2 separate regions of the Ovis aries genome follow, and region 2 is linked to region 1. A link is a contact called in public Hi-C data. All regions are on one chromosome and are shown on one strand. The core of a region is the stretch at or near the end of the contact, and the rest is flanking DNA. Distances in the headings are between cores, read along the strand shown.

Evidence for each region. Hi-C and Micro-C count contacts between places; a contact is called where the count stands out from the background.
Region 2: a contact with region 1 is called in a Hi-C map of tail adipose tissue, with 3 times the contacts expected there. The contact joins the promoter of LRRK1 here to the promoter of CHSY1 in region 1. A contact is called at or near these places in 5 of 16 Hi-C or Micro-C datasets (blood, hypothalamus, omental adipose tissue and 1 more).

Annotation. Positions count from the first base shown.
Region 1 is chr18:4,661,393-4,666,431 of ARS-UI_Ramb_v3.0, forward strand. It overlaps CHSY1 (chondroitin sulfate synthase 1), which reads left to right and starts at 2,017. Exons shown (of 3, transcript XM_012098317.5): 1 at 2,017-2,757. The coding sequence starts at 2,435.
Region 2 is chr18:5,010,771-5,015,809 of ARS-UI_Ramb_v3.0, forward strand. It overlaps LRRK1 (leucine rich repeat kinase 1), which reads right to left and starts at 2,217. Exons shown (of 34, transcript XM_042235020.2): 1 at 2,010-2,217. It overlaps ALDH1A3 (aldehyde dehydrogenase 1 family member A3), which reads right to left. Exons shown (of 13, transcript XM_042235022.1): 13 at 4,052-5,039.

The DNA of each region.
Region 1 (5,039 bases), core at 767-3,266:
TATGGTTTTTCCGATAGTCACGTATGGGTGTTAGAATTGGATCATAAAGAAAGCTGAGTGCCGAAGAATTGATGCTTCCGAATTGTGGTGCTAGGGGAGAAGACACTTGAGAAGCTGGTTCTCAAAACGTGTCTTAAGAAATCCATGGCACTTTTGTGTATGCGAAGACCCGACTCATTGGAAAAGACCCCAATGCTGGGAAAGTTTGAAGGTAGGAGGAGGAGGGGATGGCAGAGGATGAGATCATTGGATGGCATCATTGACTCAATGGATGAGTCTGAGCAAGCTCCAGGAGCTAGTGAAGGACAAGGAAGCCTGGCATGCTGCAGTCCACAGGGTCGCAAAGAGCTGAACATGACTGAGTGACTGAACAACAACACACCATTTATGTGCTTTTTAAATCAGATTTTAGTCTAAATGAGGAAACAGAGAAGTTTAAAGCAAGTTAGAAAATATTGAAATCATTATGTCAAAAAATTGAACATCTGTACCTAGCTAGATTTGTGCTTTATGGACATCATTGTGAATTATGAGGCTGTTGCTGAATTTGGGGAACTTGGCATTTGTGGCTTATGGTCTAACTGGAAACCCCTTTGGCTGATTTTTGAGTCTCTAATTCATGGTTCTGCATTTTTCTCAAGACCACTGTTGGAATCCTGTGTTCACTGTATAATGAGTATTTTATTTTTAGATGTGGATCACCTACCCAGGGAGCCTGTGGGAAGGTGGGTAACGAACTATATCTGGCACAATTCACAAGTGCCGAAGAAAGTGCTGATATCCAAAGAATACCAAGAGTGACCACTATTTAGCTGCAGAGATGATATCTCTCCTCTAAGATGGTACTTTAAATTGTGTATATTTCTTCATTTGGTCATCTTAGCAATGAAGAAAGATCCAAGGTTTACCCAAGCATGCTTATTTTCTGTCCCTAATTCTTGGGTTCATTTGTTTAAATGACGGGAACCTGTCAGGCCGAGGGAACCACTCTGCTGTCTGGGAGTTTCATTAAAAAAAAAAAAAAAAAAAAAACTCCAACACACTGGCGACTAAATAATAATAATTTACACAAATATTTGTTGTGTGGTCATTTCGTCAGCTTTTTGTTACCTTAGCTGTTTTAAGAAGAAGTGCATAAAATTCAAAATCCATCATAGAGAAGCCAGTTCTCAAAAACTGTCTTTAGAAACCCATGGCACTTCTATGGATGGATGATGTTAAAACACAAAGACTCAGACTAGAGAAACTGATGAGTTTCTACACAGAATGTAAAGAAAAAGCGTATTAACACCATCTACCATTTCTTCAACGTCCTTTAAATGCTGCTAGTGTTCGAAGGTTGGACACTGAGTATAGCTTTCTTTTTCTTTCTGTTTTTAGCTTAGAAACCAGTAGCAGAGAACAAGGTAGCTGAATTCACGGTTCATTCTGCAGTCATGCACGTTTCAAACGGTTCCTGAGCTGTTTATGCTACACATGCTCGCTCGTACCCACAGAGCTGCGGGAACAAAGATACAGTGTGAATCGGGAGGACGCAGGGAAGGTGGCCGGAGAGGTCCGCCCGGCTGGAGGGCTGGGCGTGGGGAGGCGGGTGTGTCTGAGGACAGTGTGTGCAGGAGGAACGCTCGGCTCGTCCTCCACGAGTGCAGTGTTCGAGGACCAAGAAGCCCCTTCTTGGAAATCCCTGATAAGATCCACGCTGGCGCAGCGTCTCGCGGCAGCCGGAGGCCGGGCGGAACGGCCTCGAGCCAGCGCCGCGCGCCGCGGCAGGGATGCCCCGGCGGGGCGGGTAACGGGCGGCCGGGCGCCTCGCTCCCGGCCCCAGGCGGCGCCGCGCCCGACCCACGCCCCCTCCGCCCGGGGCCGCCGCAGACCGCGCGGGCGGGGCTCTGAGCTGGGCTTTCTTTTTCGGGCAAACTTTCGCCACGTGAACCGCCCCCCATTCACTGCTGCGCCAATCGCGCGGCGCGGACGGATCCCGAGCGGGGCCACAGCGCACCGCCCCCTGCGCGCCGTGCGTGACGTGCGGCGCCCCCGCGGCGATGGCGCGCGGAGCCGGACGATGAGCAGCGGCCGCGCCGGCGCCGGCCACGGACATCAGCGTGCCGCGCGCAGCGCCAGCGGAGCCGAGCGCCCGGGGGGCGCCGCGCGGGGAGCCGAGCCGGCCGGGGAGCGCGGGGCGCGGGGCGCGGGCGGGGGGCCGCGGCCGGCGCGCGCTGGGCATGCTGCGCCCCTGAAGGCGGGCGCGCGCGAGCGGGACCGAGCGCCGGCGCGGGGCCTGCGGGCGGCCCGCGCTCCGCGATGGGCACGGCGGGCCCGCCGCAGCCGCGGCGCTGCCCGGGCGGGGCCGCGTAGGGCGGGCTGGCCTCGGCGGGCGGGCTGAGGGCGCGCGGAGCGGCGGCGGCGGCGGCCCGGCGGGCGGAGCGGCGCGGGCATGGCCGTGCGCGGCCGGCGCGCCTGGCTCAGCGTGCTGCTCGGGCTTGTGCTGGGTTTCGTGCTGGCCTCGCGGCTCGTGCTGCCCCGCGCCTCCGAGTTGAAGCGGGCGGGCCCGCGGCGCCGCGCCAGCCCCGAGGCTTGCCGGCCCGGGCAGGCGGCCGCGGTGCCCCTGGCCGGCGGGGCGCGCGGGGATGCGCGCGGGCAGCGGCTCTGGCCCCACAGCGAGGCCCAGGATGGCGTCCCGCGCGACAGGAACTTTCTCTTCGTGGGAGTCATGACCGCCCAGAAGTACCTGCAGACCCGCGCGGTGGCGGCCTTCAGGTGAGTCCCCGCTCCCGGGCGGCGTCCAGCATCCGAGCGCGCTGCCCCGCGGCCCGCGTGCGGCGCGCGCCTTTGCCTGCCTCCCAGACCCGGCGCTCGCTGGGTTTCCGTGGGGCCGCTGTGCCCCGTGGGGCGTGCCGGGCGTTGGCAGCGGGCTCAGGGGCGGTATAGCGAGCTCAGCGCTCGAAAGCAGGGGCTTTGGGGTCCAGCGGACCAGCCTGGCCCCTCTGGGTGTAGTCTTCACGCGGACTTTATGCTCCGCGCTTCATCTTCTCTTGTCCTAGTCCTTTCCTTTGTTGAATGAGCACCACCGAACATTTCCAAACACCCATAAGAGTGTTCGGAAAACTCAGCACAATACTGGTGATTGTGGTGGCAGCGGGGGTTATTATTCGAGGCTCTGAAACCTGCACTTTTAGCCTTGCAGAACTAGAGCCTGTGTAAGTTAATTTGGTCAGAGGCCTTCCACTTTTAGTTTTCACTGTTGGAACCATTCTGGTAAATGGAAGGGGTACACGCTGCACACTCAACCCCACCAGACTGTTTTGTAACTGGAAAGAGAACCTTTGGGAAAGCAGTTCTTGGCTCATGGTAGATTTGTTGTTAACTAGCCCAGTTTAGTGACGTGTGTGTTATCCGGTATCTGGGTCCTAGTTGGCCATATGAGTCAGAAAAGTGGCTGGAATCATGTTCAGGATTAACAAAGGGATTAGCCAAAGTAATCTTTAGAAGAGTGAAAGAGAGATGATATTGGAATGAATTTGAGGTAGAAGAAGGATGTATTAATAGATTCAGTAAAGAGATTTAATGGAAACCTTATATGTGTGAAGTACAGAAATGCTTACTCTACAGATAACATTTGGTATTCATCCAACCGCAGAGCAAACCAACCTGAGAGGTCTGCTGGGAATGGACTCTTAGAGCAGTCATTACTGAGAGAGGCCAAGCTGGTTGTTGTTCTTAATTTATAGCCATCACCTTTATAACTTCAGCTTTTAACTGTAGTCCTGGTCTAAATTTTCAGGCATTAGATGTTGTGAGGAGAAAAGCATATTTGGGTCTCCGTTCCTCTAAAGGAGGAGGTGAAGGATTGAAAAGGAAGGTAGAGAGCAGTAGAGAAAGTCTGCCTTTTCAGTGCATTGATTCCCATTCCTGTGTTTCCACTGGATCTTGTTAAGTCCATGACCTAGGTTCTGCCAGAAGGGGACTGAGGGCCTGAAAAGGTTAGAAAAGGTAGCATAAATTTGACTAAGATCATGACTTGGAAGCAAACATGCAGATCATGGTTTTCTCCCAGATCTATTGAATTAGGTGGAGTTGTGCTTTTTGTTGTTTCGTGGTTTGTTTCTTTTTTCCTTTGAAGTATAGTAGATTTACAGTGTTTTAGGTGTACATCAAAAAAACATCTGATTTTTGAAAAAAGGAATATCTAATCAGAAATTGAGGATGAGCTATATACATTGTTTACAACATGGGTTTTAAAGTAAATCTATATGACTCCAATTTGATGACACGTTCTTTGAAATCAAGTTTGGGACAGTTACCAAAGTGGTTTGTTCAAATATGGACATGTAACTCCCTGCCCCCCAAGCAAATACTTTTTCGTAGATAACAAAATCACAAACTAGAAGGGGTCCTGGTAACACCAGCAATACTCAGAAAATGATTTGCACACTGGATACTATTTAACACTTGGAAATGGTCTTTCCCCAAACCCATGCTTGAGGCTCTATGCTTGGCCTCCTTTCTAAATCTCCTACCTCATCTTTTTTGGATGTAGGATTTTATCTCATTGTTTATTTTCTTTAAGGCAGCTAGGGAAAAGTAGAAACATAATTTGTCCTCTGGCCCTTCTTTGTGGAAGTTCTGCCTTTTTGATAAAACCCTTACCGGGAAATGGTATATTCTATACAGTCGTTCAGTCAGCTTTCCAGCATACTTCTTCTGGTATCTCTCTGATCTTAAGTAGTCACATTAGTTGGAGCCTAGGGGTGGACCTGCCTGTCTAGTTAAGGTCCTCTCCTTCTCAGCTTGTCCACATTGTGATTAGACTGGCTGTAGGAGAGGACACAAGACGATTTTAGCCTTAAGGAACTTCTGGGGAAAGCCAAAATTGGGATGGAGGTTATAGGATGTAACTTATAATTATGGCTTTGCTGTGCTTTGCAGCCTGGGCCAAAAGTCCACACTCAGCTTTCAAACTGGAAATTTCATGCAGTATAAAAGTTGGCTTGAATCTTCTAGCACAGGGTAGAACTCTAGTTTGGCACTGAGTTCTACAT
Region 2 (5,039 bases), core at 967-3,466, 350 kb after region 1:
AGATCCCAGAGCCTCGGTCACCACCGTCCCCCCTGGGGTCCCCGGCCTTCCCCGGCCGCGATCACACTCATCCCACGCGGAAGGTCGCCCGCAGAGGCCGCCAGGAGAAGGCGGGTTCCGTCCCGGACTCGGGGTGGGGGAGACGGCGCCCGGGCGCCCGGCGCCGCCAGGCCGTCCCGGGCCGCGCCCCCGCGCCGCCCCGCACTCACACACCCGGCGCACACGCGCGCCCGCTCGAAGGCGGGGGCTTCTCTAAGGGCGGAGGAACCGTGCGGACGCCTCGGCGCCTCTTCCTTTTGTGGCTTTCGCCCGCTCCCCCGGCCCGGGCGCCGGCCTGCGCCCCCCCCGAACCCTCCAGCCCGAGGGCGCGGCGGGAGACGCAGGGCAGTGCGCCGCGGAGGGCGGGGGAGACGCTTCCCGCGCGGGGCCTGGGCGGCGGGGCTGGGACTCCGCGCCGGCTGCGGCGGGGCAGCGCTTACCTGCGGGCGGCGGCGGCGGGCAGGGCAGCGGGCGCCTGGGGCGCGGGCTGCGCGGGGCCGGGCGGACGGCGGCGCTCGGGGCCGGGCCGCCCCTCTGCCCTCCTCCGAGGAGGCTCCGGCCGTGCGCCGGGGGCCGGGCCGGGCCAGACTCACTTCCTCAATCCTGAGCGGGGCGGGCGGCGCGCGGGGCGAGGGGCGGCCTCCGAGAGGCCTCCGCAGAGCGCGCGCGGGAAGCCCCTGCGCTCGCCCGCCGGCTTCCCTCACCGAGACCCCGGAGGCCACGGGGTCCGCAGGCGCCCCCAGCGCCGGTCTCCTCCGGGTCTGGGTCCCCTGCCCTCCGGCAGGGCAGTCTCAGCGGCGAGATTGGTCGGTTTTCGGCGCAGCCCAGCTTTCCCTGCCCCTCTGTTCCGCTCAGCAGCGAAATCCGCTGGTGAACTCCGGACTCGTCTATGGAGGCAGTAAATACTCAAAAGACAGGAATATTCGTTTGTGTACAACTTTTTCTACAGCAGACTAGACGTATGAAATGTAAAACTTTAATAGTTTGCAAACCTCAACCCTTCCACCACATGGATTTACTAAATTACGGATACACACAAAGATATCACTGGTGAATCATTTTAAATTGTCTGGGTCTATTTTGGGGGTGGCGGTGGTAGATAAACCTGCTGGAGTGTAGGCAATTTCTATTTCAACCTAATAAAAAGATGTACCCACAATTAAGGCCATTGTCCAAAGACAGATCATAATGATGTACGTCCATGCGGGCGGGCAGGCTTTAGATTGGGCTCCACGTGCCCGCCAGGGAAAGAGAAGACTTCTTCGGAAAAAGCGGATGGTCCTGCACCCTGGCAGGATCTGCGCACCCCAGGTTCCTCCCGTGTTCGGCTATGACTGGAACATTCCCAGGGTTTATCCCAAGGCTCAGAGACAAATCGCCAGCATCCTCACTGCCGTTTCACAAAAGCCGGCCAGCAGCAGCCAGCTCCCGCCTCCACGACCTCGCAGACACTTTGAGCGGTCACCATGGACGAGTTCCTTGGGTCCCTGTTCGAAGAGGGGACCACGGGGCAGCTGAGGTTTGCGCCCAAGAGGCTGCCCCGTCGGCTCTCCCGGGCCACACGCCCCTCCAAAAGGGAGGGTGCAGTTCTGCAACCCTGCCTTCACCACCGCGGTTCTAATTCCAATATGCAAAAGGCGGCAGTTTGGTCGCTAACGAAAAGTCCCTAATAATTTGCAGGGCGTGGCGTCCACGGTGCCGAGTGAGCCTGGCGATCGCGGCGCGGCGCCCACCCCCACCCCTAGGAGCCCGGTCCTGCCATCTAGCGGGACCGCGAGGAAGTGCGCGCCGGGTGACCGGCGGACCAGGGGGCAGACGCGGCCCACGGAGGTGAGGACAAGCCCTTTTTAAATGAGCTTGCCATCCGCTTAGAAATGTGTCCAAGGTAGAAATAACTTGTCACATGGGTGGCCTGTTTCGAGCTGGCTGTATCCCAGCATTTAACCTTACCCTTGGCATGCGTTACTTACAGGTTTGCGTGAGGCGATTGTTACAGGTCAGTTAAGATTTCTTTATGCTTCTTAACCCCCGCTGACCAACGTCTCATGTTGGAATGCTGGTAAAGAATCCACCTGCAGCGCAGGATTCCTGAGTTCTATCCCTGGATGGGGAAGATCCCCTGGAGAGGGGACCGGCTACCCACTCCAGTGATCTGGCCTGGAGAAAAAGACTGGGACACGACTGAGTCACTTTCGCTTTCGCTTTCTAAGTTTTCTCCTAAGTAGGTAATGGAGGCAGGGAGGGGTTTCCCTGGTGACTCAGACGGTAAAGAATCCGCTTGCAATGCGGGAGACCTGGGTTCCATTGCTGGGTTGGGAAGATCCCCTGGAGAAGGGAGCAGCTACCACCCCAGTATTCTGGCCTGGAGGCAAAGAGTCGGTCAGGACCAAGCGACTTTCACTTTCACGGTGGGGTCCATTGGAAGCTACCTCCCTGAGCTACCCTTTCTGCCTTCTGAAGGTGTAGTAGTTTTTTTCCTTTAATTGAAGGATAATTGCTTTACAACATTCAGTTGGGTTCTGCCACGCATCAGCATGAATCAGCTGTATACACACATCCCCTCCCTCTTGAACCTCCCTCCACCCTCCCACCCATTCCCACCCCTCTAGGTTGTCACAGACCAAAGGGCCTGAGCTCCCTGCCAATTCCCACTGGCTATTCATTTTGCATATGTAAAGTATATGTTTCAATGCTACTCTCCCAATTCTCTCCTTTCCCAGCTGTGTCCACAAGTCTGTTCTCTATGCGTCTCCATTGCTGCCCTACAAACAGCTTCATCAGCACCATACTTTTTGTTGTCCTTCAGTCTCTCAGTCGTGTCTGATTCTTTGTGAGCCCATGGACTGCAGCACGGCAAGCTTTCCTGCCCTTCACCATCTTCCAGAGTCTGCTCAAACTCATGCCCATCGAGTTGGTGATGCCATCCAACCATCTCATCCTCTTTGTCCCCTTCTCCTCCTGCCTTCAACCTTTCCCAGCATCCTTCCCACCATCCTTCTAGATTTCATATATACGCATTAATATATGATATTTGTTTTTCTCTTTCTGACTTACTTTACTCTGTATAATAGGCCCTCAGTTTCTAGTCACCTTCCTTCAGCTGGGTATTCAGTTTCCACTGATATTTCTCCTGGGACACTTAAAAAATGTCCCTTATTATCAAGACATGATAGGAGCAAGAACGTCAAAAGGGCTCAGCCTGCCATTGGGAGAAGCTTGGGTGTTTCAAAGGGTCCACTTTTAGAGAATGTCCCAACTTACTGTCCCCACCCCAAAAGGCACTGCACACACACATGCACACACACACACCATAGCCACAGTGTATGTCCTCAAAATGGTTCCTCTTGTGGTAATGACAAACAAAGGAATTGCTGTTTTCCTTGAATGTGTTGCTCACATTTTGGTTGGGAAATGGAAGGTTTCTAAATGCATTCAAACATACACAAGTGCATAAATTAAGATGGATCTTATCCAAGGCATGGTTGAACACGGTGGACCTAACCAAGTACAGAAATATTCTTCATCTAACCTCAGTGTCAGTGTACAACTCAGTGATTGAGGCTTACTGGTCTGAAGCCTTAGAAACTCTGGGTAATTTAGACACAAACACAGAGATCCTCATGGAGAAAAGGGACAGACATGAACACTTATGCGCACAGTTGCAGGACGCAGTGTTTCCCTGAGTCCCCAAGCAACCTTCCCACATTCTGCACACTCACATCCTCATCACTTGGTGATAAAGAGGGACTTGGTAAGCTCAATGACAGCTTTAACTTCACCAACTAAGATGCAGAGCCTTTGAGGCCAAGCTTGCTGCCTCATCCACCCCCAAAACCGTCAAAGTGAGTTTCACACTCAAGCTAAGCACAGGACTTCATTGACTGAGCAAATGTAATTTTATCCTTAAGTGATTGAAACCACTTTCTTGTAAGTCACTTTGTACCAAAGTTCTAAGGAAAAGAAAGGTCAGTCACAGAAAAAGGGGTCTTCTGGTCTTTAAATGAAAAAACAGTTTTTTTCAAATATCTGATTTTATTTTATAGTTATTGCATTGTTGGACACAATCTGCAATTAGGGTCAGAATTCCCAGGCCAATAGATTTTTTTAAACCATACCACAGGAGTAAACCTTAAAAGAACTAAAGTCTAATGCTATATAGATTTCCATTTCTAAATACAGTATATTACAGAAGGTTAAATACATCACCTCTGTTTACTTACAACTATAAAAAGATACATTAACTCTACCAATTATAAATAATGTAGCATCATATTAAAGGCATTATTGTACAATGAAAGAATAAGAACGCTCTAATGTATTACTATCAAGGTTAATGTCTTTAGTTACTTGAGATAAAATCCTGAAAATTCAGCATATGAAGTCAAATCCTGATTTAACAAGTTACTGGTAGTCTAAGTGATGTGTTGTTAATTCATTGAGAGAAGGAGAATTATATTTGCATATTTCCAACAGGAATGATAACCTCACTTCACATACGACTTTCTCTATACATAACACTGGTTTTGACATAGACCTCCATTTTATTATTCTTCCCCCGCCCCCCAATTTAATTCTCAAACATAACTTAATTCTCAAACATAAGCACCATTAGAAAAGTACAAGTTAGTAACAGTAAAAGTATCTGAATAACACAATTGCAGTTTGGTTTTGTTTTTTTAAAGCTCTGTGGGACACTTTCAGTTTTCCAAGTTGCCTTGGAATTGCACATCCTTTGGATACACAAAGAGGAAAAGAAAACTTTTCAACCTGTTAGTGCAGTGCTCAAACCACTCTAGTAGCAAACCCAGTTCCTCCATGAAGTTCAGATGTTATTTGTTAATTAATCACTAATTAATATCAAAACAGGACTTTGTAAAACCAGAGCTGTATTACAACAGCAGTCTTTTCAGTTGTATATGTCTTACTCATCTAAAATGTTGATAACCCATCTGGAGAAAAGGAAAACTATATAGGTTTATCATAAATCAATGCAAGTGGTA